Regions from separate parts of the Mus musculus genome. Here all the other regions are linked to region 2. The links are chromatin contacts, called in public Hi-C, HiChIP or PLAC-seq and promoter capture Hi-C maps. All regions are on one chromosome and are shown on one strand. The core of a region is the stretch at or near the end of the contact, and the rest is flanking DNA. Distances in the headings are between cores, read along the strand shown. Region 1 has its middle 94 kb from the start of Gm30365. Region 2 holds the start of Serp2 (stress-associated endoplasmic reticulum protein family member 2). Region 3 has its middle 21 kb from the start of Gm30365. Region 4 holds the start of Gpalpp1 (GPALPP motifs containing 1). Region 5 holds the start of Lacc1 (laccase domain containing 1). Region 6 has its middle 28 kb from the start of Lacc1. Region 7 has its middle 85 kb from the start of Lacc1.

Region 1 (2,700 bases), core at 134-2,633, 370 kb after region 2:
GGACCAGCTCCAACCAGGACCTACCTCCTAACTAGCCCATTCCCCTATAGCCCATCAACAAATCAAACCATTGAAGAAGTTGTAACCTTTGTGTTTCAATCACAACTCAGAAAGCTGTCATCTGGTAGCCAGGCCTTTAACACATGAGTCCTTTTAGAATCAAATGGTAGCACAGCCCAATGACCATCACCTCAGAGAAGAAAGGGGCAGAGATGGATACGAACCAAGAGAAACAAAGAGCAATAGGAGGAATCCTTGCGTTAAGCCTTTTCCTACTACGGTGAGGTCTGCCATGCTCTACTTGGCTAAGGGAGTATCCATTTTAGGAGGGAAATGGCTACATGCTGGAGGATAAGCAGACTAGAGAGGAATTCTGGTGTTGTCATTTATATTACTTGTCCCCCTGAAATTTCTTGTCAGAGGGCAGGGTTGCTTCACAGATGAGAAATGAAGAAGGGCTTACGCAGTGGAGGGGGATGAGATAATTAGATGAGAACACATACGTTTTATTCTCAAAATATGGAGCATGAATAATTAAGGGATGGAATGTGAATAAATACAGACATTACAGGCTCCTCTAAAAATTAGATTCCTACTGCTTGAAGTCATTTTAATAATCTTGTGGTTTATTCTATAATGTATTTTCCAATTGCTCTCAAGGGCCCCAAGGCACAAATACAATCCAATCGTTCAGCAAGGTTCTCTAAACAATAGAGAATAGTAATAAAATAGAAACTGGCTGAATCTAGCTATAAGCCACATTGAGGTAACTCTTTGCCCTTCTATGGCATTTGCCTTGAAGAGCCTGGCCTCTGGGTGAGGATTAATTAAATCCCACAACTGCAAGGAGGGGCGAAATTCCAGATGAGTACAATTAAACCCTGTTATAAGCACCTCTTCATTCACAGTTGGAATATACCTGGGTCAGGTTATGCCTTCGTGTGCATGAGAATGTAGGACATGCCTTTCCCTCTCTAGTCCTGAATGCTTCTAACACAAGGCTCTCCACTGCCCATGCAGACTGACTGTTTGACTCTCTCCCATGATGCCCGTTGGTTCTCCAGTAGCAGGTGAGGTCTATGGAATCCTACATGTAAAGTATTACAGAATTTGACAAAATGATACTGTAGCTAAGTTCCCAAACCAAACTGGGTTTCATTCCTCCCATCCATCTTCAATCAAAGAATTGAACAAAATGTTCCCTGTGCTGTGGGAACAACAAAGCTTGAAGAGAGTGGCCTTTCTGCCTTCAGTATGGGATTTTACTTCATTGAAGACTTTGTTTATAGATGAAATTCCTCTTTGAGTGTGTTTTGAGGTCTGCTTGACATATGTTCTTAAGGAGCTGGACTGAGAGCTCAAAGCAGGAAGTGGTCAAATATCTGTCACATGCTATTATCAGGGCTTTGAGTCACAATGATTCTCCTTTGCTTTGAACAGGCACTTTCAATGGAATACAGCTTGGAAAGGGAGCCCTGTGGCCTTCCGTTCCTCCAGCAATCATGTCTCCTGTCTTCTCAGCCAACTTAAATATGACCCCCCCCCCATACCCCAGAGCACCGATCAGCTTTCCTGAATATCATAAACTATGTGCAGAACTTGTGGTTTTCAACTTTATGGTGACATCTAAAACTATACTCTCTATGCACCTGGAATGGGTAGAATGTATGGCTTAACAAAAAAACATAGTAATGTGTAAACAAAAAATCAAATTGAATGTATCAATTGTTCTAACATGGCTTCAAACAAGCTTAGACTAGGCCAACTGAATATGAAGAGATTTGGATTTTTTTTTCTCCACGTGAATTTATTGTGTGTGTGTCTATAGGCCTGGAGCATGAAGGTCAGAAGACTGTGTGTGTGTACGTATGTCCACATGCCCACAGGCTTGGAGTGTAGAGGTCAGAGGATAATGTACAAGTGGGGGCTCTCTCCTTCCACCAAGTAGGTCCTGGGGATCAGACTCAAGTCATCAGGCTTGGTGGCAAGGGCCTTTACTTGCTGAGCTATCTCCAACACACCCAGAGATTTAGAGAGGAGTGATCTGCAAAGGTTTTGGGGAAGCCAGAAACATCAGGGGATGTTTTCAATGGGAAAATCTGAAGGAGTGAAGATGCTAGCTACCAAGGAAAAAGCTCCTCAGAGTGGCATAAGCCCACCAAGAGGACCCGTGAGCATGCAACTGTTTGCTTGACTGAAGAAGGCATAGTAAGTCCTAAGTATGAGCTTTACTCAAAGGTTCTCCAGAAAGCTGAAGAGCAAGTTTATCCTTGCAAGATCTGATTCCATTGCCTCCAGAGTTGTATATTACAGACCCTTAGTCAGCCCCTTTGGTTTGATTGTTAACAATAGATAGAATTTCTACATCACCAAATCTCTAAAGACCAGTGTATTGATAGGTGCTATACTTCTCACAGGAGGAAAGAGCCAGAAAAGTGACATTGTAGAAGTTGTTACTGAGCAAGAAGCCACCTCAGATGTGGAAGATACCTACAGGTAGCTCTGTCAGCAAAAACAGCAGGTCAAAAAAAGTCCACATGTGACATTCAAAGGTTGGGATGACAAGGAGCTATGTGCTACTGTACGACTGCAATGCCTGCCTCTGAAGGTGCCAGCAGTTCTAAAACCAGGGCCAGCCCACATCCTCAGGTAGATGAAAACAGTTACCATTATATTCACATTACCCAGCAAGCTCTAAAG
Region 2 (3,028 bases), core at 68-2,567:
GTTTGACGCCATGGCTTCTCTGCCACAATTCTGCTTGGTTTAACAAGAATTCCGGTGTGATGACTACACAGCCAGCTTTTCCCCTCAGTTAATCAAACCAACATAATTTCTTTGCTAAAAGGCATTGCCTCATCAAGTCTGCGTTTCCAGACAAACCCAAGCTTCGGCTGGACTTCCCCATAATCGTATGGGCTAATAGATTCCAGGCGCCTTTGCAAACCAGTTCTTCGCAACGATGCAAACCCACACAAGCCTTGGATGGTTCAAAGTCACAGGCCTGACATTTTCTGGAGCAGATAACTTGGTTTCCTAAAGGAAATCTCTGCACTTAAGGTACACAGTTTACTTAAGATTCCAGGGGTAAAGCTTTAATACACAGTCTGGGAGCAAAGAACCTCGGGCACTAAGCTGGTCGCTACAGTTACAGCATCATAATGCGCCAGAATCCATACGGTGAATTATAGGCAGTAACGATGCACTCAGCTTTGGCTGAGGCGGCTTCAGTTTGCAAGAGAAAGAGGAGGGTGAAGAGAAATGTAGCTCGGAATCTCACGCCCTACTTTTATACCATATATATAATATATATGTACACACACACACACACACACACACACACACACACACACACAGGGAGAAGAGACAGACGATCACAAAAAGGGTGGAAAGAAAAATCTTAGCATGGGGGTGGGGAGAGAGTCCAGGGGCGGAGCCTGGAAGCTGTGGATAAGTGGCATTCTATCATTCGTTCATCCTTTCGTTCATTCATTCACTTAGTAGGCTCCCAGCCCAGTTGGCTTCACTGGCCCCTAAGATGCAGCTTTTAGCCTTTTTCAAGGACGATGGCTCCTTCTCTTGGGGAGTCTCCACCAACCAGAGCCCTCTCCGCCCACGAGAAAGCAGAGCAGTCTGCGCCCCCCAGAGCCCCGCTGGGTCCCCCAGCCTGCGGGACCCCGGAGGAGGGGCCGGGAGGCCTGGCTCCGAGCCCACGGCCCGCCCGCCCCGCCCCGCTCCGCCCCGCGGGTCCTGCCAGCTCGGCCCGGCCGGCGCCGCCCCCGCCTTACCAGGGTTTTGGCTACGTTTCCCCTCTGGGTGATGTTTTTGCTGTGCTTCTCGTTAGCCATCCGGATCCGCTGTTTGGCCACCATGGCTTGGGCGCTTGGGGATGCTCTCGACTCCCACCTGCAACGATGGCCGGGGTGAGCCGTAGCCGCAGCGCCCCGCGGCTTGCCCGGGCGCTGCAGGTGGCAAGGCACGGCCGAGCCCCGCGCACCCCGCTCCCGGAGCCCCAGCCAGCCGGCTCCAGAGAGAGGCCAGCGCGCGGACGGAAGTAATCTCTCATCTCAGGAAACCCTCTCCGACTTCCTCGCCATCCTTCCGGTCCCCCCAGCTACCTACCCTGCGCGGCCACCGAGGCAGGAGGCGGGAAGCGAGAGGCGGGCGCTGACACAGCGCCGCGCGCCAAGCCCAAGGGCACCGTGGCCCGGGGTGTCCGGGTCCTGAGATCGAACGCTGCGGGGCATAGGGTTCGGGCGACCCGGCGTTTGTGCGTGCGTGGGGGGTGGGGACGCAGCCGCACCCAGCCTGGTGACCTCTGACTGTTTCCTGACCACCTCGGGACAGGCAGGGATTGGGGCGCTGGTGCTTCAAGCTGAAGGCTAGACCCTAGGCATCGAGCGCTGAGTCTCAGAGCTGAGCCTGGCCAGGTTTGGGTAGTACTGTTGGGAAACACCCCAAAAGAACCTGCCCTTTAGGTGTCTGAGGAAACCCCACTTGGCAAGTTGGGTTGTGCAAAAAGAGACCCTTTGTGACATGGGACGAAGAGCCAAGAAGCCTCTTTCTGGTCCCTGAAAAATGTGGATGAGGGTGGAGTTGGACCAGACCTCACCTTGGCAGTGGTGGTCATCACACTAGCAGATTGCCCCAGAAACCACTGAGTGCATAGAGGGCAAAGGGTTCATGAGCCTACAGTACAGGAAGAATGGATGGCCACTGCCCATAACCAAAGTGTTGACCAGGCTTGGACTCTTATCCCCCACTGCCCCACCACCACTACTGTCTTGGGGCATCTTGGACCTTCAGGCATCCCTGTTCTATGGGGTACTAAGTGTGAGCTCCCAGACAGCATTGGGAGTTTCTCTGCAGTGAAAGGACAAAAATCAATATTTGAATATCCAGATGCTGACCCCGAGATTTAGCTAGGGGAGGAGTGGGGGCTGAACCGCTTATCTTTCCTCAACAAATATGGCTCCTTGGAGCTCAGGAGGGACATCTGGAGAAGTGGGAAGAGGTGGTCCAGGGTTAGGACAATACAAAATAGCACTCAAGGGTAAGGAGTGAGAGCTGTGTAGACCAGATATGTCGGATGCATCTCTGATCCTATCTATCTGTGCCTGGAGGATGCTTCAATAGGCTCTGGTATGGGTAGAATTTCTTATGTGGGTAGAAAGCTAGGAAGAGCTCTTTAGGATACGGTTTATCTTAGAGTTTCTGTTGGGATGAAACTCAAGCAGGGCAGAAACCTGGAAGCAGGAGCTGATGCAGAGGCTGTGGAGGGTGCTGCTGACTGGCTTACTTTTTCTGGCTTGCTCAACCTGCTTTCTAATAGAATCTGGGCCCACCTGCTCAGGGATGGCACCACCCACAATGGGCTGGGGCCTCCCCTTCAATCTGTAATTAAGAATATGCCTTACAGCTGGAGCTCATAGTCTCATTTCTCAACGGAGGCTCCTTCCACTCTGAAGACTCCAGCTTGGGTCAAGTTAGACAAAACCAGCCAATATACCCTTCTATCAACTGGTTAGAAATCTCTTCACTTGAATGAGCAGCTACTGGCTTCATTAACAGTATGAGCAGCCACCAACATCACAGGACCACTTAAGTCTGACCTATTCTGGTCCCTGATTTTAAGGACCACTGTGGGGAGCGGTGCGGCTGCAGGACCCGTGAAACCCACTTGTTTACTGCCTTGCCAGAGCATGCACAGTGAGGCTGCATGCGTGGGCTGCCTGCCAGGCTGGACTGTTCCTTG
Region 3 (3,117 bases), core at 613-3,112, 300 kb after region 2:
AGATTATTTCCTTCCTTATCAGTGTGTTTCCCCGGCCAGAAGAGAAATCCAGGGGGTGGCGGGATGCAGGCTCTCGCCTTGTTCATTATCGAATTCTACATGCTGCCAACAGAGAATAACGGGTGCTAAGAAGTCAACCAGTGTCAGAGAATACTTAGTGTAGGATGAAACTGAGTTTGGTGGTTAACTCCAGACTCAACTTTTTCTTATTTACCAGACTGCGTCTCTTCCAACAGTGTTAGGTTTCCAGAGAAGTAAACAGAAAGGGCAGCAAGTTCCCGCCTTCCCCCTAGTCTCCTCCTAGTTCCCTGCATCATTAGCACTTTGTAATAGACGGGTGGATTTCTTACCCTGGATGAGCTGCTGTCAATAAGTTTATTTACTAGAGTTCATGGTTTACACTGGCTCTCATTCTCTGTGTTTTATGGATGCATAACACGTGTCCATCATTGCAAACCCATCCAGAATCCTAAGGCTTTAAACCCTGTCTCTACTTATTTGTAGCCCTCCTCGCAGCACTGTTTTGATTTCATGTAAATAAATGGTTGGGCTCTCTCTCGAGACAAGGAAACAAAGCCCAGGCTCCAGGTTTCCAGTGTTCCTCCACACGGGTTGCACGTCCAATGCTTTGACTTTTCTAAACTGTTAAGGAAGAGCAATAGACAGTAGACGGGGGTGGGGGGTGGGGAGGGGGGGACGAGCGAGCTAGGATTGCTTGGTGCCTAATTATCACTCAGCTGTGGTCTCTGGTGCCAATATCTGGAAGCTGCGATGAATACTGGGACTCATGGGAGACAGTTTCACAATAGGTTCACTTCTGCTTTCTAGGATTCGCCTCACTCTACCTTCTCCTTTCTTGTCTTCATTTTCTGACAATTGGCACTGAGTTGGTTATTTTTGTCTGTTTGTTTGGTTTTGTCTGTCTTTATGCAATCACACTTTAAGAATCAACCAAAGACAACTTGATTGTGCCAATCAGTCTTGGGGGAAAGCTAAGCTTGAGGGAATCTAAATGGCAGAGACTCTGGGACTGGAGAGGGTATGGGGCTTGGGGATATTAGAGTTCCTGAAGGGCCAGGGTCTTCCTCTAAGTGGTTTGCTTCTGTACTTCCTGTGAAGGTTATGGACGCATGGCTGCTGGAGGCAAAGTTCTGTGGCCCATCTTAAGCTTGGCTCCTGGAGGTTCCTATTCTCTTCTTGGTGGGATCACTAGATCATTACATCAGCCTTTAGCACTGGTGAATCTGAAGAAAACCACTGGTTAAAAAAAAATCACAGCTGTTACCAAATGTGGGAGCCCTCTTGCAGCTGAGAAAGACCATGGTCTCCAGAAAGGATGCTGTTGGAGTTTCATGAATAAACTAGTTCATAAGTTCCCCCTTCTCCAAATGTGTGCCACTTCCAAACACGTGTTATTCTCTCTCTCTGTTCACCTTCATTCCCTGAAGTGTCTCTATAGTTCAAGGCAAGGCTAGTACCTCCTTATTAATTCTTGCCATCTTTTGTACTACATGATTTTCCTGCAACACTCTTTAAGATTCTGCGAGCGGCAGGTGAAAATTAAGAAGCCTGCCAGGGCTCTGTGGTCCGTAACAAGGAGCTCTGGGGCTGAAAGAATGACCCAAGAGCTTTCAGACTCAGTAGTAATAGTTCTGGCTGGACTGTGTGTGTGGGTTGGGTTTGCTGTTGGTTATTCCAGCATGTTCGGACAAGTACGGAAACCAACCCAATAACAGGAATTCCACACGAACTGGCCTCTCCTGGGAAATAATTAGTCCTAAGGAAGTGGTTCCTGGAAAGTTCTAACCTCTCCTGCCCCGGGGTACCACACATGTCCCACACATGTTCTGCCTGTAGCTCTCTCCCTCTCTTTCCACTAAGCTAATTGCATTTGTATTTCAGAGCTGGACTTTAAATGGTACCTTCAGTCACCACTAGGACTGTCAGCCCTCCCTCCTGCCTCCTCGTTCCTGAGTCCCTTAGTTTTTCCTCACTCTCCCAGCATCTTAGTTCTTTGCCCAGTGTTTGTCCTGCCTGAAGGGTTGTAAATGTCATGAGGCTGAGGCCCCGCTCTCCCCTGTGTATTCCACATTAGGTTCAGTTCCTACAGGAAGTAAGAACTCAAAAGTATTTAAATTAGTTGAGGAGCATGTGTAAATGCTGATGCTCTACTCCAATGCCTTGCTGGCACATCAACCTTAATGTTGCAAATGTGCGATTTCCTCACTAAAAGTCTATTTTCCATTCTCCTGATTTTGGATATATATATATATATATATATATATATATATATATATATATATATCTCCATCATCCATTCAACTGTCCAACTAGCATCTCAGTGATTAATCTTAATTCTTTTCCTTTACAGACTTCCATATTGAATCTATTAACAAATTCCAACACATCTTCCATTTCTTTTACTGAAAATTAATTTTTATACAATATGTTCTGATTATAGTTTTCTATCTCCCGCCCCCCCCCCCCAATTTCTCCAGGTTCCTCCCCACCTACCCTCCCATCTGGATCCAAAACTTTTCCGTTTCTCGTTTGAAAACAAACAGGAGTCATTACTGATTATTTTCTCAGAGAATCAACTCTTTGTTTCATTTATTCTTTGTATTATTTTTGTTTGTTTCTATTTTACAAATTTTAGCTGTTAGTTTGATTGAATCTTGCTCTTCACTCCTTTGGGGTATTATTTCTTCTTTTGTTCTAGAGTGTACAGGTGTGTCGGTAAGGTACTAATATAGGAGCTTGCTTTCTTTCTTTCTTTCCTTCCTTCTTCCTTTCTTTCTTATTTTTAATGTAAGCAGTTCATGCTATGAACTGGCATCTTAGGACCACCTTTACTGTGTTCCATATTTTGGGGTATGTTGCATTTTTATTTTTATTCAGTTCTAAAATGTTTTTCATTCCTCTCTTAATTTCTGTCCTAACTTATTTTTCATTCGGGAGTGACTTGTTCAGTTTCCGTGAGTTTATAAGATTTCTGTTACTAATGTCCAGCTTTTATCCATAGGATATGATTTCAATTTTGTTTCTTATACCTGTTCAAATTTGCTTTGTGACCAAGTATGTGGTCAGTTTTGAAGAAAGTTCTAGGAGGTGCTGAAA
Region 4 (3,012 bases), core at 142-2,641, 450 kb before region 2:
AACAATCAGAACTCCTATACTCACTGAGGGCTTTGGTAAACTGGTAGGATTCTGAAACTGAGGGTGTATAACAGAGGAGATAGATAGACGGACAGACAGATAGATACACATGCACACACATACACAGTGCATAGTGGCACTCTTTGTAAGAGTTAAAAACAAAAACAAAACCAGAATCTACCCAAATGTCTGTTACCTGTACAATAGGTAAAGAAATTGCAGGGGATTTACCAAATTGAATTCACTCATACTTCTTCAACCTAACTGGGTAGAAATTTCCTTCCTAAAACAAAGAATAAAGGGAATTTTTAAAAATAACGGCACTAGAAATAAGATCTGGAAGGAAGAATCTGCCGGAGACATAGTCTCTGGGTAGCCAGAAAAACAAAGTCAGATCAACATTCTGTCAGTTTTGTTCTTTCCCAAGTAGAGTCAGCGCCGGCCTTCAAACTGGAACAAACACTAAAGCCGGAAAAGCATGAAAGAGTGTGCGAGGTATTGATGTGGCATAGATGCATGTTAAGGTTGCAAGACACAGTGAATTGGTGGAGACTGAGATATCCACAAATTAGTTGAACAGAATGTGTTAAATATTAGCGTAACTGGGGAGAGGAAAACCCGGAGGAAGACGTGACAATGCTCGGGAAGGTGACGCTTAAACTGGTATATGAAGGACGTTTTGTCAGGCATTTAAGTACAACCATAGCACCCCCAAAAGTCTATCGTCAAAGCATAAACTCGAACTGTGTGGGCACTGGGCTGCTGTGTAAGATGGAATGATAGAATGAGGTCGGGAAGTCAGGCCGGGGAGGAGAGAGGCACAGGATCTTTGGCAAGAGTCTTGTAAATCTGAAGATATAGAGATACTAGGTTCTAACTTGGGCTTCATCACGGACTAGCTGCGTGTCTTAGGCACCGATTCATCAGCCGCTGTCATCATTTGTAACACATGCACCATCCATCATCTTTTCTTATACAGTTGATGGAAGGGTTAAACAGACGACCGGACGAAGATTGATCAGTTAGCACAGTCCTATTCGTAATAATAGCAAATTGGGACTGTATAGTCATTTTAACGATGATCGGGTCCCAAACACTCAGGCGTTGCCCAGCTTTTCCCCCAGGGCGGACCGCGCCCACTCCACGGTGGTCGCCAGTCCTTCCCGGGAGTGCAGACGCCCGCTGCTGCTTACCCGGGCTCGGGTCCCGTTCCTCGTCCTCAACTGTCGCGTGCTCCTTGAAGCCTGGCGGCAGTGCCGGCCCGATCAGGTCCCTAGCCATTCGCTGCGACGCACAGTCGCTCAAAGCCCAAGCCAACCTGCACACGCAGTTTAGCTAAACCCAGGCTGGACGGTGTAGACCAGGATTTGCTGCAAGGCCCGAAGGTTTTTCCGGCTTTGTCTGATGACGTAAGCCCGCGATGGGCTCATTGGCCAGATTACTGTAACGGAAGTGACGCTTAATGATAGTTCCACAGTTGCACTTTGGGCTCGCTGCTTGCTAGGTGGCATGGCTGAACCGGCACCCGCCGTGTGGCCTTCGGCCCCGGATCTGACTCCCGCGCCCGGGACTCCGAGCGAAGCTGCGCCGCCGCGGGACAACTGGGTGTACTGGGCCATGCTGCCGCCGCCACCACCTCCTCTGTCGTCCCCAGTGGCGGGCTCGGAGCAGAGCCGGAAGGGACAGCCTCACGTGCTGCCCCAGCCTCCCTCCGGAGCGCTTCCACCGTTCGATGCTCAGATTCTTCCCGCGGCGCAGCCTCCTTTCGATGCCCAGGCTCCGCCCGATGCTCAATCTCAGTTCAGCGGCCAGCAGGCCTGGAATTTGCAAGCCTCCACGCCTTGGTACTGGGGATTGTCTCCTAATGGTTTTTCCACGTACCACACGTCTTACCAATCTCCGGGTAAGCTGCAGTTCCTAGTGGCCCTACTTTACTTTCTCTTTCTTTCCTCTCCCAGCTTTCTCTTTTTATCTCTCAGCTTTGCGCTGTAGTTTTGGAGGCTGGTAATGAGTATTCAAAATGTGTCTCACTAGGTTTCCTGCCACCTGCTCATCCAAAATTTTATTAATTTAACCCAACTATAAAACTGGGGACTACTTGCATAGCAGTAAACAAAACATACAAAAATCCATACCTTTTGAGAGCTTCCTATCCCCTCAGTGTAGGAAGACGCGATACAGGAGATAAAACTAGGTATTAGGAAGTAATGATTGTATGTATGCATTAGAAAAGGATTGATTGGGGGGGAGGTGGAGAAATGGGTTGGCGATGAGACTCTATTGCTCTTGCAGAGGACCAAAGCTCGGTTCTCAACATCCACACTGGGCTCTCAACTGCCTGTAACTCCAGCCTCAGAGGAGCCGATAGCTTTCTTCTGGCCTCCAAGAGTACCTGCACTCCATGCTACCTACACAGTTTTTGTTTTTAATCTAAGAAAAAAATGATCAATAAACAATTGTACCTTTGCAATCTTAAATGAAACCCTCTTTTCTTTTTTAGTTACACATTCTTATTTTCCACGATCACATGATGCAAAATTCAATTTGCCTCAAAACAGAAAACAGAAAACGAAGGTAATTCCAAGATGATAAATGTGGCCTTTTGAACTTGAATGTTACTGCTCTATATATTAAGTTGTAACTGTCAGTGTTTCACATCTGTGGTGGACATGGAGAGCTTTACTTGGGTAGTATGTTTAAGGAACTTAATTATAAGTAAAATGTTGAAACAAAATAGTATTGAAAAATAAATGATGAAATTATAGGAAAAGAAAGAACATTAAAACCGTCTTGGTGCCAGGCGGTGGTGGCTCACACCTTTAATCCCAGCACTCGGGAGGCAGAGGCAGGTGGATTTCTGAGTTCGAGGCCAGCCTGGTCTACAAAGTGAGTTCCAGGACAGCCAGGGCTGCACAGAGAAACCCTGTCTCGAAAAAACAAAACAAAACAAAAAACAAAACAAAACAAAAAACAAACAACTGTCTTGGTACAGACTTAGTAGGGGTTATGCTT
Region 5 (2,757 bases), core at 89-2,588, 480 kb after region 2:
CCAGTAAGGTCTCATGGCAGTTTTTCTGTGCATTCAATTGTAAACCAGAGAGATCAATCAAGACTGCTTCTGCCATTCTTCAATCAGGCAGTCTTTTTTGCCCCAAAGACTTTTTATGCCATAGCAGCTGTAAAGAAAAGTGATCACAAATAACAATAAATTCGATCTTCTTATAGATACAACCGAAATTTGTGGTGAACAAAAATAAATAAATAAATATAAAAATAAAAATAGGAAGTAAATTGCATCAATACAAAAAGTAACCAAAATAAATGTAGTGTGCAGAGCAGAAAAGCCAGTGCACCATTCATCCTGACAATTAAGGGCAGAGCCATCTTTTATTTTGTGAACAGCTGGGTACATTTTTATAGAATAGAAATTATGCTTTGTTTTCCTTATAGCAGATTTTAAGTACAAAATTACTTGTTGTCTGAGATCAAGTCTTTTTAATTATAGGATGTAAATCTGTTATGTCATTATCCCCATCATGTCTATAAGATTAGATCACATCTCATGAAATACTGAGGTCTCACCTTTAGGATATTAAGTTGAGCAGTATCAGCAGCCAATCTTCTTTGGGGTTGCGGTTGGGACAGGGATTCGAGGCAGAGCTTCTCTGTCTAACAGCCCCAGCAGTCCTGGAACTAGCTATGTAGACCAGGCTGGCTTCGACCTCAGACACCTGCTTGCCTCTGCCTCTGCCTCCCAAGTGCTGGGATTAAAGGTGTATGTCACCAGAAAGAAAGAAAGAGAGAGAGAGAGAGAGAGAGAGAGAGAGAGAGAGAGAGAGAGAGAAGAGTAAAGGTGTCTGTCACCATAAGCAAGCAAACAAACAAACACACTCATTTTTTAAAGGTAAAAGCTAGCCCACAGGCTGGGCTTTCCCCCCAGGTTTACACAGTCCTCCGCACTTGGGATAATCCCAAAAGCCACTGCAACTTGGATCAGGGTCGATTTCTGACCACTTGCAGATTCTCTGAACTCCCTGTCCAGGCTGGAGCTCCCCTCTGCCGACCCTGTGACCCCCAATTCTGACACCTACCATTGCTGAGCCTTCACCCCGACGCCCACCCCAACCTCCGCCCGCCCCGTAGGGCACTGGCGCCTTCATTCATTCTTTCCGCCAGCCGTGCAGGCGACCTCGGAGGAGCCTGGACTGCACGGTGTGCGTCCGTCCGTCCCGTCGCCGCGCCGACCTCCCCTCCGCCCGGGACTCACCGCAGGGCTGCTTCCCGCGCTCTCCTCGGCGGCCGCGAGCTGGGGCGTGAGCTGCAGGCTCGGCGCTCGAACCCCAGTGGCTCCCAAAGTCACCGGCCGGCCGGTCCGCCCGCCTCACCGCGTCCCCGGGCCTCCCGGCGGCCTCGGGCTCCCGCGGGCGTGCGCCCGGGTTTGGGTGTTCCCGCCACGGCCGCGAGGTGGCGCCCTGGAGACGCAAGGCCGAGCCCCTTGCGGGGGATTCCCGCGCCGCTCAGCAGTTCCGGGTCAGCGCCCGCAGTCACCGTGGAGGCCGCCTGAGGCCCGGGCGCTGAGGCGCGGGGGCCCGGAGAGCCGCGGGCGAGCGCGTCCCGTGAGGCGCCCGGAAGGGAAGGGAAGAAGCGTCCCCTCTCCCCGCGGGCCGTGGCGACTCCAGAAGGATCTGCTGACCCAGCAGTGTGGCCAGCTTGTCACTTAGCGCCCTCCAATCCGGGCTCAAGTAAGGGGACTCTGGTGACTTTTGTGGGGGAGTGGCTTTTTTTTTTCTTTTTTCTTTTCACTTTTTGTTTAGTTTTTAAGTTTCTAGTTAGTTTTCATTTTTTCCCCCTTTCGGCTGATTCTGTACTTTCATTTGGGACCAACATCCTTGACTGTTCACTTGTGTTGGCAACGTCGATTTCTCTTACCCCCCCCCCCAAGTGTGTCCCCTCACAGGACGGAATGCATTCATTCTTACAGTAGCAATAAGATAAAAATTAAGGCTCCTTTGTCCCCCAAGGGTTTAATGTTATTTATTTAAAAACAACAATTTGAAAATCAAGTACTGTTGTAAATGGAAAAATACCCACTCTTCAAAATATATGAGAAGGTAAGAGAAAGCGCATTTTCTGAGGACTGGCAATGGAGGAAGGAGAGGGCCTTCATTTTCCTTGGTCTTCCTCCAAGTGCTCAAGTGTTTCCTGAATGAGAAGACTCTAGGGGATCCGGGAGTCTAGAAGTCTTGTTAAGTGTGCACCCATCTCAACTTGACTAGCGGCCAAGGTAACCAGCCCACATAGAACCTACTCCAGGCCGTGTGATCACTTTCAGAGGGCACACATTGAATGCTCGCTGGACACTTCCAGGAACCCTGAGGGATAGATAACACAGATCTGATCAGACATGCATGCCTTGGCATAAACTTGCTGTCTGTTAAGGAAAATGGATTTTTTTTTTTAAAAGCAAGTTTAGAAGCTTTTTTTCTTGTTTTCATGTCCAAGGATGAGAGCTCAGGATTCATTCATGCAACAGCACTGGCAGTAACAAAACTTTCAAAATAGCTAAGTTGTTAGGGAAGTTGTGATAATGTATTTACATACCATTTCCTTCAGCATCTGGTCTGTCTGGGCTGCATTTCTTAACACTCTCTCCCCTTTCCCAGGCTACTACAGAGCCTCTCAATCCTGGTTGCACATGGGAACAAGTAGAACTTAATAGTAGAGTAGGTACCCCACACCCCGGCTGCAGATTGACTCAGAGTCTATGGGAGTCAGGCCTGGGCTTGTTTTGTTCTGCTTTTTTATT
Region 6 (3,093 bases), core at 412-2,911, 450 kb after region 2:
GGACACCGAGCTCCTTTAGACTAAGGACCGATTCTTTGCTTGTAGAGTTTATATTGAAACCTTTACAATGACTGAGGAACTCCCCTGTGAGAAAAGCTTTAAAAGGTACACGAAATAAGCCACAGAAATTTCATGTTGGGAAGACTGTGGGAAAAGAAAGAAGAAACCCGTGGGAAAGAAACAGCCTTGGGACTTTTTAGGATGAATGCTCAATAATGCATCATTTATTGATGCCTTCCATATATATATGTGAAGCTGATTGGCATACATAAGATAAAAATGCTCCCAAAATAAATTTAGCTTCTCATATCACCAATATAATCTTCCTAGCTGCTGTATCCTCTGTCCTAATGAATGAGATCACCACCCACTCATCCAGTGACCTTAGCCAGGAACCTGGTGGCCACCCAGCCATTTACCTCAATCAGACTTGATTCTTTGCTGACTTACAAGTGCTATTCTGCCCTTTCCTTACTTTGTTTTAGGTCTAAATATCCCCGCCACCCATCCAGGCTCTGTGGTCATTCCAATGTGGTTTCCATGCGGTAGATCTTACTCCCCTCTCATGAATCTCTATAAAACCATGGGGGCATCTTTCTGAAATGCAAGTCTATCTTTCTTATTATTCTTTCTAGACCTTACAACAATGCCCAAAAGATAAAGTCCTAACTTCTTTGCATGTCGTTCAGCCACCCCCATAATGTGGTCTCTTGCCCCTTTATTTTAATATCATTTCTAACCACTGCCCTATACACCTAAATAACAGTGTCGGGCTTTGAAAGATCACGCCATTTCCCCTCAACCCACCTCTATGATCATTTCAACTGTTTGAATTACCTTCAGACTCAACCTCAGGACCAATGTTTTCGTGACTTCCTCTGCAAGAAGCACATGAGTCCCTACTGTGCCTAGCCATTGCCTGTAACAGAGCAGAGCTCCATGTTGTGACAAGGCTTTTTCTACTAGGAGGGAAGAGATAGAGTCTGGTGTAAGAGTGGCTGTGTGTGTGTGTGTATGTATATATGTGTGTATATATGTGTGTATATATGTGTGTATATATAGTGCATATATATATATAGTACATATATATTTTGTGCATATATATATTTATTGTGTGTGTGTATATATGTGTGTGTGTATGTATGTATATATATATATATATATATATATATATATATATATATATATATATTGCATACAATACCTCCAACCCTGAACCATAAAAGTAACTCCTATTTGCAGAGCATGGGTGAGGTGAAAGAAGGGTCTCAAATAAAAAAAAAATTCACAAGCAGTGACTCAGACTTGGAAAGTTGCATTCAGTTTAAAGTTTTTTTTTTTTTTTTTTTTTTTCTTGGTACATCTGAATCAGAGGTTTTGCGAAAGGAGCAAAGAAGTAGGGGGCGGGGGGGGCGGGGGAGCCGGTCAGAACAGGCAGTATCTCTCAATAAATAAAAGATCAGATGTAACAAAAATAACTCAAAGACTTCTGCTTGGGAACCTGAAAGATCGCTGGTGTCTTGATAGGAAATTATAAAGCTCAATTGTACATTCAGACCTGTTCCTGTCATCTGAACTTGAAGCAGTGACTAAGAGGAAGAGCTGGCTAATTACCTGCAAGTCCTTTAGGAGTGTCCTTGCCAATCAGAGTGCTTCTGCCACCTGGTGGCAGTCTACCCAATGTTTTATTCAACTGCTAAGCATGGCTCCTTCTCATTCAACACAACGCTCCCCCACCCCCCACGCCCCATGACATCATGCAAACCAAGAGGGTCAAATCTCTGTGTTCAGTTTAAGGGCACCATGAGACACCTACATCCTCAATGATGTGCATTTTCTAAAATCAGCACCCAGTATCTACAAGGTATCATAAAAAAAAAAGTAATTTGTGTTATTTTGTCACTACAGTCATGAAACTAAGTAGTATTGGGGCTGGACCCAGGGCTGGCACCCCCCCCCCCAACTCCCAAAGTTCTGGACTTTTGTTATGCATACTTAGACATGAAGAAAATGAAGGGGTCCTTAAGATTTGCATGCAGATTCTCTGGTTATGAACACAGCCAGGTAAATAAAGCGCCCAAGTTGGGTCATGCTGGAGTAAACTGTGTGGGCCTCGGTGTCACTGAAACGATTCTCCACTGAAAAGGACACACCTGTTCTTAAATCTGAAGAGACACCATAAGAGATTTAAAAAATATTTCTAATCCAAGGCCCTGCTTTCAATAGACACTCAACGTTTTTAAAAATTGAATCATGGTGATGCATTAAAAAGTATCAGGTAATCCTAGTAAATAAAGTGATTTATAGCTCTGTAGTTCAAAAGGAATAAGGATGGGATTATATCAAAGATGCGTGGGAATCCGTCTACAGAAGCTCCAAATGGCTCTTTGGGGCCACAAAAATAAACCAATATGTCTATAACCCAACAATACCTACTCAAAAGACCATGTTCTATAAATGATGAGATAAATAGTAAACGTCCCAGATAGGGTTTCACACGATTTGTGCGGATTCCACACCCCTCGCTGAGATTGAGCACAACTCAGTGCATTGTACATTAAACCATGGAGGAAGAGTTGATGAAGCCAAATTGAGAGATACTCAACAAAATACCTGACTAACACAGCTCAATGCTGCGGTGATCACGCAACATCCTGGAATCATAAAACTGTTACAGCTAAGATCAACACAAGGAGTTCTGATTAGATGCAGTGGGGGATCCTAGATGGGGTCCCCAAAGAAAAGGCTGAAATATTAGGTCATCAAAAAAAAAGACATTAGGTGAAAAGAAATTTAATTTTACTGAAGTATGGATTTTATTTGATAATAGTGTATTAACACCAGTTCATTAATTTCAAGAAGTAAATCAAACTAATGTAAGATGTTCAGAGACACTAGGAGTGGGGTTAATATGACTCGTTCTATTATCTTTGCAATTTTCGGTAAAAGTGAAAGCTATTCTGAATAATGTTTTAAGAAAATGAGCCAGATCTCCCATTATAATCAGCAATAACCAGTGCCATGTGGTGAATCAAAGAAACACCAAAATATTATTAAATGACTCTTGGGAAATTAGATAGCAAACCATACAGG
Region 7 (2,904 bases), core at 70-2,569, 390 kb after region 2:
TGTGTGATTCCTAACCCACAGCAGCACACCTCTACAGAGCCTGTGTTCTCTCTTATCGACATCATAATAGGTGGTCTCTCCTCAGCATCCTTCTCTACTGTCAACCAAAAACTTTACTATCATTTGCAGAAGAGTCAGACCCCTCTGAGCCACCCCACCTCCATCTTCCCCCTTCCATGAGCAAATTCTTCACTGAACCATCATCTGAAAGATAAAGCACACCGAGGACATACTAAATGAACAAGAGTTCTTTGCTGTGTTGCAAAAGGAACAAAGGGTGTCTATGCGTTCACTCCACCATGACAGCGTTTTACCTTGTAACAAGTATGGAGCTAAAAATCACTGTCTATTCTAGAGACACACAGAGGTTCCTGCAGGGACGTGGACAACATTCTCAAGAACACTCACCTGGGTTAGAATTTCCCTGTGACCTTCTCTCTTCCCTTCTGTTGCTTTCTAGCTTCTGAATTATTCATGAACATGTTTTGTTTGCACTAGAAATTAAAAACTAAATAAATTCATCAAAGTGGACAAAGAAAAGTCACAGTGACATCACAGGAAACAGCACATGTGAAAAATTAAACAAAATTTGTGTGTGTGTGTGTGTATGTTTAGGTAAATACAGTTAAACTTTCTCTTCCTGTGTTCAACATCAACCAGCCCCACTAGTTTTTGCAATGATTTGAATTCCTCCTACATGTGAAGTTCTTAAGCTGATTATTTCACACATTAATTTATTTGACAACCCATCAACCCTGTTTAATGTGTGAGTGCACTGGGGTGTGACTTGGACTTCACTGATCAATTGCAAGAAATGTTAAACAGTCTGAACTAAAGTTTGATCTTTATTCATTCTCCCTGGGAATAGGGACTCAGCATCTACACATTTGTATCCCGTTCCATCTCTGTACTCCAGTGGTTCTCAACTTGTGGGTCGAGACCCTTTGGGGGTTGAATGATCTTTTCATAGGGCTCACCTAAGGTCATTGGAAAACACAGATATTTACATTACAATTCATAAAAATAGCAAAATTACAGTTATGAAGTAGCAACAAAAATAATTTCATGTGGGGGGGGGTCACCACAACATGAGGGACTGCATTAAAGGGTCATAGCATTAGGAATGTTGGGAACCCCCGTTCTATACTCACACATCCTTGTACTGCCTCCCCAATCTATAGCTGCTTTTTATTTTCCTTTTTATAATTCCTGAGCCACACAAGTTTCCCTCGAAGAGGAGGAGCCTGCCAGAGCAGTCTAACTTGTGACTCATGAGCTTCTCTTAGCTTGGGGAATTCTGCAGGGAGGTTTGCGACATATCCCTGCCAAGGTCCCTCACAGAACGTCAGTAGCCAGTGCCAGGCAGCTGGCACTCCTTGTTCCCTAGAAAGGAGCTTGTTAATCAGACTCTCCAACCACAAATGCCAAACTGTCCCCTTGCTCACTGCTGTTAAGTTCTATCCTGGGAGTTCCAGAAAGCAGAATGTGTCACCTGACAATTATACTTACACATCAGCGTTCCTTTGGGACTGGAATTAAATAGCCAAGTCCATTCTAGTTGTGGGCTAAAAGCAGATTTCTTTGTGAGGAGAAAGGAAATAGCTACTCCTTAAAGCCCCAAATGTCCTTGAACTCTTGGAGAAGTGATTGGAAGTAGGCGTTAGTAGGGAAGCTACAGAAAAGCCATCAGAGGAAAATGTTTAAAGAAAGTCACTGACAATTCTCTATGGCAGGACAGGACTCAGTGATATTATATAATTATCAAGCAGCATTTCAGCAACCGTAGCAGAGCGCCTGTCTCAGTCTTTTTAGTCTAGTGAAACTTGTCTTTTTATTCTCTAATGAAGAGGCCCTGTGTGCCAACATGGGTAGATGAGCCTGTTGAACGAGAGCCTCGTGTTTGACAGGATCCTTGCTTTCTCAGGTTCTAGTCTGACTTAGGAGGTATTGCGTTATGGCCTCATAAGGGAAAAGACCAATTTGCCAAGAACTCCAGGTTCTTCCATCCTTGAGAGCCCAGCTCGGTGGAGTCATTGTGTTCCCTGTGAAGTCTTCCTGGTTGGCTTTCCTCCTAGATGTCTCTCTGTGGATGTAATCACACTGTATGCCTCTCTGCCACCTCCCCATCACAGTTACTGCTCTGTATTTATACTATGATTCTTCATTTACTATCCAACACCACTCAAGGATTTAAACTTACATGGCAACATAGGACCAAGAGCTTTTTGTTAATCTTTTTTTCTCATGCTTCATATGTTTGATCATCATTAGTGCTCAATAATTTCACTTCCTGTTGAGAGGATGACTGATTTAGGTGGTTATTGTTAGAGGAATAAAGGGGCCAAAGCAGAGAAGATAAAAAAATGTCCAGACCAAAGTTACCATGAAGGCAGAAAAAGATGGGACCCGTAGATTCTTCCTGTTTGATTTAGAAATAGAAGGTGGGTCTTACCAGAAGTGCAGAGATGGGGGATTCTTGCTGCTCTGGTGGCTGTGGTGTAATATGGTGTCAGGTGTCAGGGTGGAGTATGGAACTTGTAATTGAGAATGGTGTAGGTTATACTCTGGGTCTGGTTGCTTCACTTTAATGCAGTGATTGGCATTAGACCTAGTCTCGATGTTCTAGAGTCCAGTCAATAATAGAACTGGCGCTTAGCCTTGTTGCCTGCCTATTCTGTTACGGGGGGGCGGCGGGGGGCGAGGGGCATAAGGAGCTCTTTAGTTATCTTATTCTGTATCATTTGCTTCAGATTCCGTGGATGGAATGACAATCAGTCACAAAGCCATTTCCACCTGAGCCCAGTAGGGAGATTGCTCCCTGAAAGTCATCAGAAGGAAAACTTGATTTCCTTATGACTCAGAGGACCCTGTTCAGTTGCCAGGAAGACAGTGCCACTGAGGACA

Evidence for each region. Promoter capture Hi-C pulls out the DNA fragments that hold promoters and counts their contacts. A called contact is a pair of places that touch in the nucleus more often than the background predicts. HiChIP or PLAC-seq counts read pairs in DNA pulled down with a chosen protein or histone mark. Capture Hi-C pulls out chosen DNA fragments and counts their contacts.
Region 1: a Hi-C map of bone marrow-derived macrophages shows a contact between it and region 2, with 15 read pairs. The contact joins the enhancer-like site here to the promoter of Serp2 in region 2. A contact is called at or near these places in 7 of 39 promoter capture datasets (the 3T3-L1 cell line, the C10 cell line, HPC-7-derived erythroid cells and 3 more), 2 of 484 Hi-C or Micro-C datasets (bone marrow-derived macrophages and uterus) and 3 of 9 other capture datasets (adipose tissue, liver and pancreatic islet).
Region 3: a contact with region 2 is called in an H3K4me3 HiChIP or PLAC-seq map of embryonic limb bud, with 6 times the contacts expected there. The contact joins the enhancer-like site here to the promoter of Serp2 in region 2. A contact is called at or near these places in 10 of 39 promoter capture datasets (the HPC-7 cell line, cranial neural crest, embryonic stem cells and 5 more), 1 of 484 Hi-C or Micro-C datasets (bone marrow-derived macrophages), 12 of 115 datasets of contacts at active chromatin or transcription factors (acute myeloid leukemia, astrocytes, craniofacial prominence and 9 more) and 4 of 9 other capture datasets (adipose tissue, embryonic stem cells, liver and 1 more).
Region 4: a promoter capture Hi-C map of pancreatic islet shows a contact between it and region 2. The contact joins the promoter of Gpalpp1 here to the promoter of Serp2 in region 2. A contact is called at or near these places in 1 of 39 promoter capture datasets (liver), 1 of 115 datasets of contacts at active chromatin or transcription factors (extraembryonic endoderm stem cells) and 1 of 9 other capture datasets (pancreatic islet).
Region 5: a contact with region 2 is called in an H3K4me3 HiChIP or PLAC-seq map of stem cell-derived neural progenitor cells, with 4 times the contacts expected there. The contact joins the promoter of Lacc1 here to the promoter of Serp2 in region 2. A contact is called at or near these places in 3 of 115 datasets of contacts at active chromatin or transcription factors (embryonic stem cells and stem cell-derived neural progenitor cells) and 1 of 9 other capture datasets (adipose tissue).
Region 6: a contact with region 2 is called in an H3K27ac HiChIP or PLAC-seq map of the NIH/3T3 cell line, with 9 times the contacts expected there. The contact joins the enhancer-like site here to the promoter of Serp2 in region 2. A contact is called at or near these places in 18 of 39 promoter capture datasets (the 3T3-L1 cell line, 3T3-L1-derived adipocytes, the HPC-7 cell line and 12 more), 13 of 484 Hi-C or Micro-C datasets (the AML12 cell line, the C2C12 cell line, Sertoli cells and 9 more), 13 of 115 datasets of contacts at active chromatin or transcription factors (the NIH/3T3 cell line, craniofacial prominence, embryonic fibroblasts and 9 more) and 4 of 9 other capture datasets (adipose tissue, embryonic stem cells, liver and 1 more).
Region 7: a contact with region 2 is called in a promoter capture Hi-C map of hippocampal neurons, with 4 times the contacts expected there. The contact joins the enhancer-like site here to the promoter of Serp2 in region 2. A contact is called at or near these places in 8 of 39 promoter capture datasets (the 3T3-L1 cell line, the C10 cell line, cranial neural crest and 4 more), 2 of 484 Hi-C or Micro-C datasets (cerebral cortex and uterus), 1 of 115 datasets of contacts at active chromatin or transcription factors (pancreatic cancer cells) and 3 of 9 other capture datasets (adipose tissue, liver and pancreatic islet).

Annotation. Positions count from the first base shown.
Region 1 is chr14:76,930,283-76,932,982 of GRCm38.p6, forward strand. No RefSeq gene overlaps it. Among named protein-coding and RNA genes, the nearest start is that of Gm30365, 94 kb to the left of the region's middle. Within about 2 kb of position 1,384, at least 12 of the 459 cell types and tissues checked have an H3K27ac peak or open chromatin away from gene starts, as enhancers often do. A contact at or near this core is called in bone marrow-derived macrophages, where this site is marked.
Region 2 is chr14:76,555,370-76,558,397 of GRCm38.p6, forward strand. It overlaps Serp2 (stress-associated endoplasmic reticulum protein family member 2), which reads right to left and starts at 1,318. Exons shown (of 3, transcript NM_001160326.1): 1 at 1,062-1,318. The coding sequence starts at 1,145.
Region 3 is chr14:76,856,764-76,859,880 of GRCm38.p6, forward strand. No RefSeq gene overlaps it. Among named protein-coding and RNA genes, the nearest start is that of Gm30365, 21 kb to the left of the region's middle. Within about 2 kb of position 1,863, at least 34 of the 459 cell types and tissues checked have an H3K27ac peak or open chromatin away from gene starts, as enhancers often do. A contact at or near this core is called in bone marrow-derived macrophages, embryonic limb bud and second pharyngeal arch cranial neural crest, where this site is marked.
Region 4 is chr14:76,109,424-76,112,435 of GRCm38.p6, forward strand. Gpalpp1 (GPALPP motifs containing 1) reads right to left here and starts at 1,392. Exons shown (of 8, transcript NM_026177.3): 1 at 1,194-1,392. The coding sequence starts at 1,281. Nufip1 (nuclear fragile X mental retardation protein interacting protein 1) reads left to right here and starts at 1,468. Exons shown (of 10, transcript NM_013745.5): 1 at 1,468-1,903; 2 at 2,501-2,574. The coding sequence starts at 1,510.
Region 5 is chr14:77,035,279-77,038,035 of GRCm38.p6, forward strand. Lacc1 (laccase domain containing 1) reads right to left here and starts at 1,339. Exons shown (of 8, transcript NM_172488.2): 1 at 1,219-1,339; 2 at 534-712; 3 at 1-127. The coding sequence starts at 76. It overlaps Ccdc122 (coiled-coil domain containing 122), which reads left to right and starts at 1,494. Exons shown (of 6, transcript NM_175369.4): 1 at 1,494-1,693.
Region 6 is chr14:77,006,785-77,009,877 of GRCm38.p6, forward strand. No RefSeq gene overlaps it. Among named protein-coding and RNA genes, the nearest start is that of Lacc1, 28 kb to the right of the region's middle. Within about 2 kb of position 1,662, at least 11 of the 459 cell types and tissues checked have an H3K27ac peak or open chromatin away from gene starts, as enhancers often do. A contact at or near this core is called in the C2C12 cell line and the NIH/3T3 cell line, where this site is marked.
Region 7 is chr14:76,950,257-76,953,160 of GRCm38.p6, forward strand. No RefSeq gene overlaps it. Among named protein-coding and RNA genes, the nearest start is that of Lacc1, 85 kb to the right of the region's middle. Within about 2 kb of position 1,320, at least 100 of the 459 cell types and tissues checked have an H3K27ac peak or open chromatin away from gene starts, as enhancers often do. A contact at or near this core is called in adipose tissue, cerebral cortex, hippocampal neurons and 2 more, where this site is marked.